Linked DNA regions of Sus scrofa: region 2 is linked to region 1. A link is a contact called in public Hi-C data. All regions are on one chromosome and are shown on one strand. Each heading gives the region's core, a stretch centred on a gene start, on an enhancer-like site or on the middle of the called end of the contact. The rest is flanking DNA. Distances are from core to core; before and after follow the strand shown. Region 1 overlaps ZNF438 (zinc finger protein 438). Region 2 holds the start of ZEB1 (zinc finger E-box-binding homeobox 1).

Region 1 (3,067 bases), core at 453-2,952:
CCAGTTTCGCATTAACTTAAGGAAAGTCTGATTACTCATCAGGCCACCAGATATTTAGGGAACCCCACGGGACAGGCACTGGGCTGAGTGTGGAGACTGTCCATGAACAGAAAGGTGGTTTCTGCCTCTGGAAGTTCAGAGTGGAATAGGGACGATGAATGTTGCCCAATTGGACCTGTCATGAGTATTGAAGAAAAAAAAAAAACTGCCAGGTGCTACAGGAACACTGAATAGAAAGACCTTATGTGGGAGCTCCCGTCATGGCACAGAGGAAATGAATCTGACTAGGAACCACGAGGTTGTGGGTTCGATCCATGCCTCACTCAGTGGGTTAAGGATCTGGCGTTGGTGTGACTGTGGCATAGACTGGTGCCTACAGCTCCTATTCTACCCCTACCCTGGGAACCTCCATATGCCACAGGTGCGGCCCTAAAAAGGACAAAAGACAAAATAAATAAATAAATAAAATAGGAAGACCTTATCTTATCACCGTAGAAGTGATACTTCATGTGAGGCCTAAAGAATAAATAGGAGAGGAGTTCCCACTGGGGCACAACAGGATCTGCAGCATCTCTGGAGCTGGGACTCAGGTCTCAGCACTGGCCCACACAGTGGGATAAAGCATCTGTCACCGCCACACTTGTGATATAGGTTGCAACTGTGGCTCGGATCTATCTGATCCCTGGCCTGGGAACTCCGTATGCCGTGGGGTGCCCCCCCCCCCAAAAAAAAGAATGAACAGGAGGTAAACCCATTTGGGGGGAATCCAAACAGAGGCACCCTCATCAGCAGGGACCTTCTCCTGGTGAGCTTCTGCCCCTGCTTCCTCTACTTAGATGCCTTCCCCCTGTACAGGTAGCTTTGAGGACCCCCCACCCTCAATTCCTGTCAACAGCTCTTATCACCCAGAGTCCTGGTTAGCTGTTTACGTCTACACAGCATCCCTGGCAAATTGGCCCCCCCTTGAGTCCTGTTTCTTTATCCTCCCAGTCTGTCTAACCCACTGCTATCTGGTTCACAGGCCATGAAATGTCTATGAAGGGAAGAAGGGCAGGAAAGAAGGAAAGAGAAGGCAAAGCACTGAACCAACACCTCGCTGCATCCACAAGTTCCTTCTCCAGATGTCATGGATTTTGTCAAATAAAAAGGACAGCAGTTACACTCAAGGGTCTCAGGAATAACCAGCCCCCATCCCCTTCACACATTAATTTAGCGTCCAAACATTGGTGTGAGGCTGGGGAGGCAAATGATGAATAAGATGCAATGTGTGTGTTCAGGGAGCTGAAGACCTAGTGGTGAAAACTCAACGGAAATGCAGGTCTTTCTTTCATCCTTCTGGATGAAAACAGAAAAGGCTGGAGGTCTACGGTGCAGGGACGATGCCGGCCTTGTCTGCTGGCTTTAAAACAGCAGAAAGGTAAAGCTGGATTCCTCGCTCTTCTCGCAACAAATTTTCCCGCGCATTCACTGGTTCTGCGCAGCAAAGGTTCAAGAGCCTCCAAACCGCCTGTCCCGAGAAGGGGGGGGCCACGGGTTGCCAGCTTCCTCCTTGCAGGGCCGGGTCCGGTCCAATCCCCCCGCAGACCCTGGATGCACCCGCGCGCCCCCTCGGCCCTGGCTTCTCCGCACTACACGACGTCACTTGGGTCACGTGGGCGACCCCCCCCCCAGCCCCTGCCACGCCGGACTCAGCTGCTCGGCCCCAGATCTGGGGAACTGGTGGGGGGCGGACGGGCGGCGCGTCTGCTTGGCCCCTGCCGGCCCCCTCCCAGAGCCGGCGGGGAGCTGGGGGCTCTGGTGAAATCGGAACCCGGGCTCTAAATGAAGGGGAGCAGATGTCCCTGTGTTGCTGGGAGGCCTGGGTGGCCTGCTGTTCAGGCGGCGATCGCGGGGGCGCTGACCTTCCGGGGCCGCTGTCAGTCTCGGTGCAGATGGCCCGCCCGCCGCCCTGCCCGCTCCTCCGCGTGGGGACCGCGGCAGCCGGCGGGTCTGCGGCCGGAGGGAGCCGTCTGCGTGGGGGGGCGGAGAGGGGGCCCGAGGGGATCGGGCCGGCGGGGAGGGCCGGCCCCGCGCACAAAGGAGCCCCGGCGGCGGCCCCTCGGAGGACAATGCAGCCCCGGGGCGCGGGGGGCTGCGCCTGGCCGGCCGCCGCGCTCCAGCTGCCTCTTCACAACGAGGCTTGCAAACGTGCCCACTTGATTCTAAATCCTCTTAGGCGCTCTCCGTGTGAACCGGGAAGGGGGTGGCCCTCCGATCCTTTGCAATCCCAGGCCTGGAGCCCAGGCGCTCAGCCAGCGTGTGCACCACGCATGCAAATAGAGTCAGCGTCTAGAAGAAATAGGCAGTCTTTCTGCGTCGTCACCAGCCTCGTGCAAACACCCTGATCTGGCCTTTTGGTGCCACGCGGGGTCCTTAAAAATTTTCAGGGTGTTTTCCCTGGAAGAGACTTCCTGTTAAGTGTTCAGAAAAGCCAGCTGAGCTGTGCTGTCATTAGTCACCCAGGTATTTACACTGTTTTTCCCATTTCCTTTCTCTCTTGGCCTCTGTGGTCAGTGGTATAAAATTCCTAGGAACTCCCACCTAAACACCAGCTTCCTGTTTATTCACCCGGTGGCTTTAATGTTTAGCTGTTGAAAGCAGTTGACCAAGGCTCTAGAAAAGGACCAGCGGAGGTTTGCAGGTGAATAGAAAAAAGGAAAAAAAAAAAAAAAAAAAAAAACCCAACCCCAAATCCAAATGGGTAGGTCAAAGGTCTGGGTTCATTTTTAATCACTTATGTCAGAATCACAGGGGGAAAAGGTAAAAGTGAAGTGTAATTTGATGCCTGAGATCGTGGTTGAGTTTCATTTGGCCCCTGTGTCCACAGGAACCTGTAAAATATGATCCACTAAACTATGAAAGTTTTCCTTTGCAGCAGTTAAAGGCCCTTCGCACCCCCGCCCCAAGTGGCATGACATTCTTTTGTTGTAGAAGGTTCAAGTTCGCAGGAAAGTGCCATTTGGTGTGCTCCAGTGTGCTTTACACCTCCCAGGGCTGTTCTGGCCTTGAGTTCCTGCAACAAAAGGTT
Region 2 (3,402 bases), core at 611-3,110, 160 kb after region 1:
AGGGTTCTCACATGTGCAAGTTCGATTAATATGGTATTGAGGAAAGCCAGGACTGCCGGTATGTAAAATGATAATTAGAGTGATGATTCTAGGAGTTCCTGCTGTAGCACAGCAGGCTACGGATCAGGCATGGCCACAGCTGCGGCTCAGATTTGATCCCTGGCCCAGGAACTTCCATATGCTGCAGGTGAGGCCAAAAAAGAAAAAAAAAAAAAAAGATGATTCTGGTTTTGGCATTGGAGAATAGATATACAGACATAACGTATAGCAAAGAATATTTACAGTCACATCTCATGCAGCAATAATTAATGCATTCACGTCTCAAAATGCCAAAGCAAACGTGAGAGAAAATGTTCATCTATATTCAGGATTAAACTTTCTAATTTTAAATCACCAGACTTCAGCTATAAATTTATTTCAGTTGAAAGGTTGGAAAAGATTATTAATGAATCTTCTAAAATTGTGAAGAATGTTTAAAAGATTAACATCGTATAAAAAAAGTCCCACCATAGGTATGGCAAAAATTACAGGCATACATTTATTGAGCACCTACTATGTGACAGCACTATGCTGGGTGATGTACTGTTATTTCTAATACTCTGTATGCTACGTTTCACTTTCCACAATTTCCCTACCAACTTCTACAGTACAATTTGAAATACAGCTCAAGTCATTCATTCCAGAGACGGTCTCAAAGACATTTCCTCATTTGAAGGTGGGGAGGAGTGGAAAGCCAAGTCCTGCTCGATACTGAAAACTTGATTTTCTCGGTACTTGATGGTGTTATCTACGTTTCAGAAATCCCTTAAACTTGCCCCAAGTCAGAGACCTGACTTGATAAGACCGCAATCAATCCATCGGTCTCCAAGACAACGTCTCCCAGTCTGTTTCTTGCTGCAAGGTCTTCTACAGCGACAGTTGCCTATCCAGGTAGTAAGTCGTGGCCTGTTTATACCTTAACTCTACGTTTAGACGCCTCCGATCCGGCCCTTCTACTCATGGAGGTGGGGGCGGAGAGAGGAGGACTGGGGCCGGCTGGCGGCAGGGTGGGGGAAGCCGAGGTGACAGCAGGTGAGCGCGCCCAGCGAGGAGGAGGAAGTGAGACAGGCCGGCGTGGGGATTACTCATTCCGCTTTACCGCCGAGGTGACTCGCAAGCGGAACTTCTCGCCCCTCTTTCGGTCCAGCTGAACTTCTATTTAATTGAAGTCACTTCCCATCCCAGTTAGCGCAGGGAAAAACCGTGCATCGGAGGAGGAGGGGGGGACCAGAAGTCCGGGGCTCAGGTAGCCTCTCCCGGGGGGTAGCCTCTCGCTGCTCCGCGAACCTGCCTCCTTCTGATTCCGGAGAATCCCTGGGCGGCCCCGGGGTACGTGAGCCCCACCGGAGGAAGAGGGAGGACAGGTCACTGCGGCCATTCCGAAGGGCAGTCCCCAGGGCGCAGGATCCCGAGAATCAGCCAGAACCAAACATGCCCCTGGCGGCCGCGGCGGGTGTGGCCAGTCCAGAGCCTCCTCCTTTACCTTTCTCCCTCCGACGGCCAGTCGCCCTTCGTACCACGTCCGTATCGCTTCCCAGCGCCCCCGCCCCCCGCCCGCGACACCTGGGGGAACTTTTCTCTTGCCACTCGGTTCAAACTCAGCTGCTCCTCCAGCTGCCGCAAACCGTCCACTCCCTAGCAACAAGGTTCCGGCCGTAGAGCGAGCGGCTCTAGGTGTAAGGAAGGTGATGTCGTAAAGCCGCGAGTGTCGTAAACCAGGTGCGGTGGGGAGGGGGGAGGGGTGGAGGCGGAGGGGTTGGGGGGGAAGGGGGAGGGAGGGGGAGGTGGTGACTCGAGCATTTAGACACAAGCGAGAGGATCATGGCGGATGGCCCCAGGTGTAAGCGCAGAAAGCAGGCGAACCCGCGGCGCAATAACGGTGAGTGGCGGAGGGGACCGGGGAGCAGCGGAGTCAGGGGGAGCCGGGCGGCCGGGGCGCCCCCGGGGGCGAGGGGGGCGAGCCGGGCTGGGGGTGGCCGGGCAGGGACGGGCCAAGTGGAGTGGGAAAGTAGAAAGTAGTGCTCTCTGCCCCCCTCCGCGGCCGCCGCCGCCGGAGCCGCGCCGCGGCCGCTCGCTCTCCCTGAACCGTTATGTCTCTTACCTGGTCTCTCCGCCTAGCGGCTCCTGCCGCCCCTGCCGCCTCCCTGGACCGTTAGCCGCCGCCGCTGCCGCATCTCCGGCGCAGGGCGGGCGGCCGGGACGCGGCCGCCACTTTTCTGGGCTCGGGGGGAGCGGCTGTTGCTTCTTTTCACACTTTTCCCCACTCCTGTGCCCCTCGGCGCCGCCGGCGTTGCGTCCCCGCGGCGCCGAGGCCCCGGGAACCAAGGAACTAACTTGTGCCGGCGCTGCCCGGGCGGAGTGGCTTCCGCGGCCCCGGCTGGCGCGGTCGCTCGGGCCCCACGGCTCGGCCGGGCGGGCAGGCGGGCGGCGGCGGGACGCGGCGGCCGCGGGCTGCGTGTCGCCCGTGCGCGCGTGTGCGCGGGCGGCGCGGAGCGCGCAGCGGGCGGACCCGGCAGGGCCGGCGGCGGTAAAGTTGGGACGGGCCGGCGAGGCGCGCTCGGCGCGGGACAGGGTTTCGCGGCGCGGAGTCGCGGGTCCCTAAGCGCCCCTCCTCCCGGGGCGCCCCCCGCCGCCGCCGCGCCCCAAGTGGGTCCGCGTACCGCTGGGCGCCGGCGGGGGCGCGGGCGGGCCCCGAGCAGCGGCCGTGGGAGCCGCGGGGGGCAGCGGGTTGGCAGAGTTGTTACCTGGTCCCAGGGACCGGGAAGCACCACAGACAGATCCCCTCCCGGGAGGACGCCACCTCCGTGCCGGGACGGGGTGCAGTGCGTGTGTCTCCGGGGTTCTCTTTCGGTTTGGGGGAAGTTGTTACCTGGCCCGGACGCGCGGAGCGCTGAAGCCGGATAATGGAGCTCAGAGGGCTCTGGGTCTCGGGTGGAAGGAGGGTGGGGGAGGGGGCGGACGGACTGACGGACGCGGGGCGCTGCTGCCCGCGCTGCAGCCGCAGTGTTTATTGATTAGTGCTGATGTGCCCGGACGCACTCCCCTCTGCCTGGCGTGAGAGTTTAAATAATATTATTATTATTAATAATAGCGAAAGAGAGCGAGACCCGAACATGTGGCGGTGGTGGTTGCACAGTCGCCTTTTCCAGTTTGGGGAGACGGTGTAAGTTGGTTGCCTATCTGCTTATCTCGAGGCGATGCTGTGCCCGCTGGCTCCGCAGCGAAATGTCTGCTGCTTGTTATTGTCTGGACAGTTCCTGTAGCGAGAGGGCCGCGACTTGTGCGCCGCCCGGTACCTGTTTGGAGAATAATGGGCGGCAACGGCCCTGCCGCCGGCTGCGGCCCGAGTCTATATAAGGAATT

Evidence for each region. Hi-C and Micro-C count contacts between places; a contact is called where the count stands out from the background.
Region 2: a contact with region 1 is called in a Hi-C map of brain, with 4 times the contacts expected there. The contact joins the promoter of ZEB1 here to the enhancer-like site in region 1. A contact is called at or near these places in 1 of 5 promoter capture datasets (fetal skeletal muscle), 6 of 47 Hi-C or Micro-C datasets (brain, embryonic fibroblasts, fetal skeletal muscle and 2 more) and 1 of 2 datasets of contacts at active chromatin or transcription factors (skeletal muscle).

The regions. Positions count from the first base shown.
Region 1 is chr10:41,852,474-41,855,540 of Sscrofa11.1, forward strand. All of the region lies in intron 3 of ZNF438 (zinc finger protein 438), which reads right to left. Among named protein-coding and RNA genes, the nearest start is that of ZEB1, 160 kb to the right of the region's middle. Within about 2 kb of position 1,703, at least 52 of the 83 cell types and tissues checked have an H3K27ac peak or open chromatin away from gene starts, as enhancers often do. A contact at or near this core is called in brain, fetal skeletal muscle and skeletal muscle, where this site is marked.
Region 2 is chr10:42,011,254-42,014,655 of Sscrofa11.1, forward strand. ZEB1 (zinc finger E-box-binding homeobox 1) reads left to right here and starts at 1,861. Exons shown (of 11, transcript XM_021064196.1): 1 at 1,861-1,918. The coding sequence starts at 1,861. ZNF438 (zinc finger protein 438) reads right to left here and starts at 3,138. Exons shown (of 19, transcript XM_021064197.1): 1 at 2,909-3,138. It overlaps LOC110255584 (a long non-coding RNA gene), which reads left to right and starts at 3,227. Exons shown (of 5, transcript XR_002336134.1): 1 at 3,227-3,402.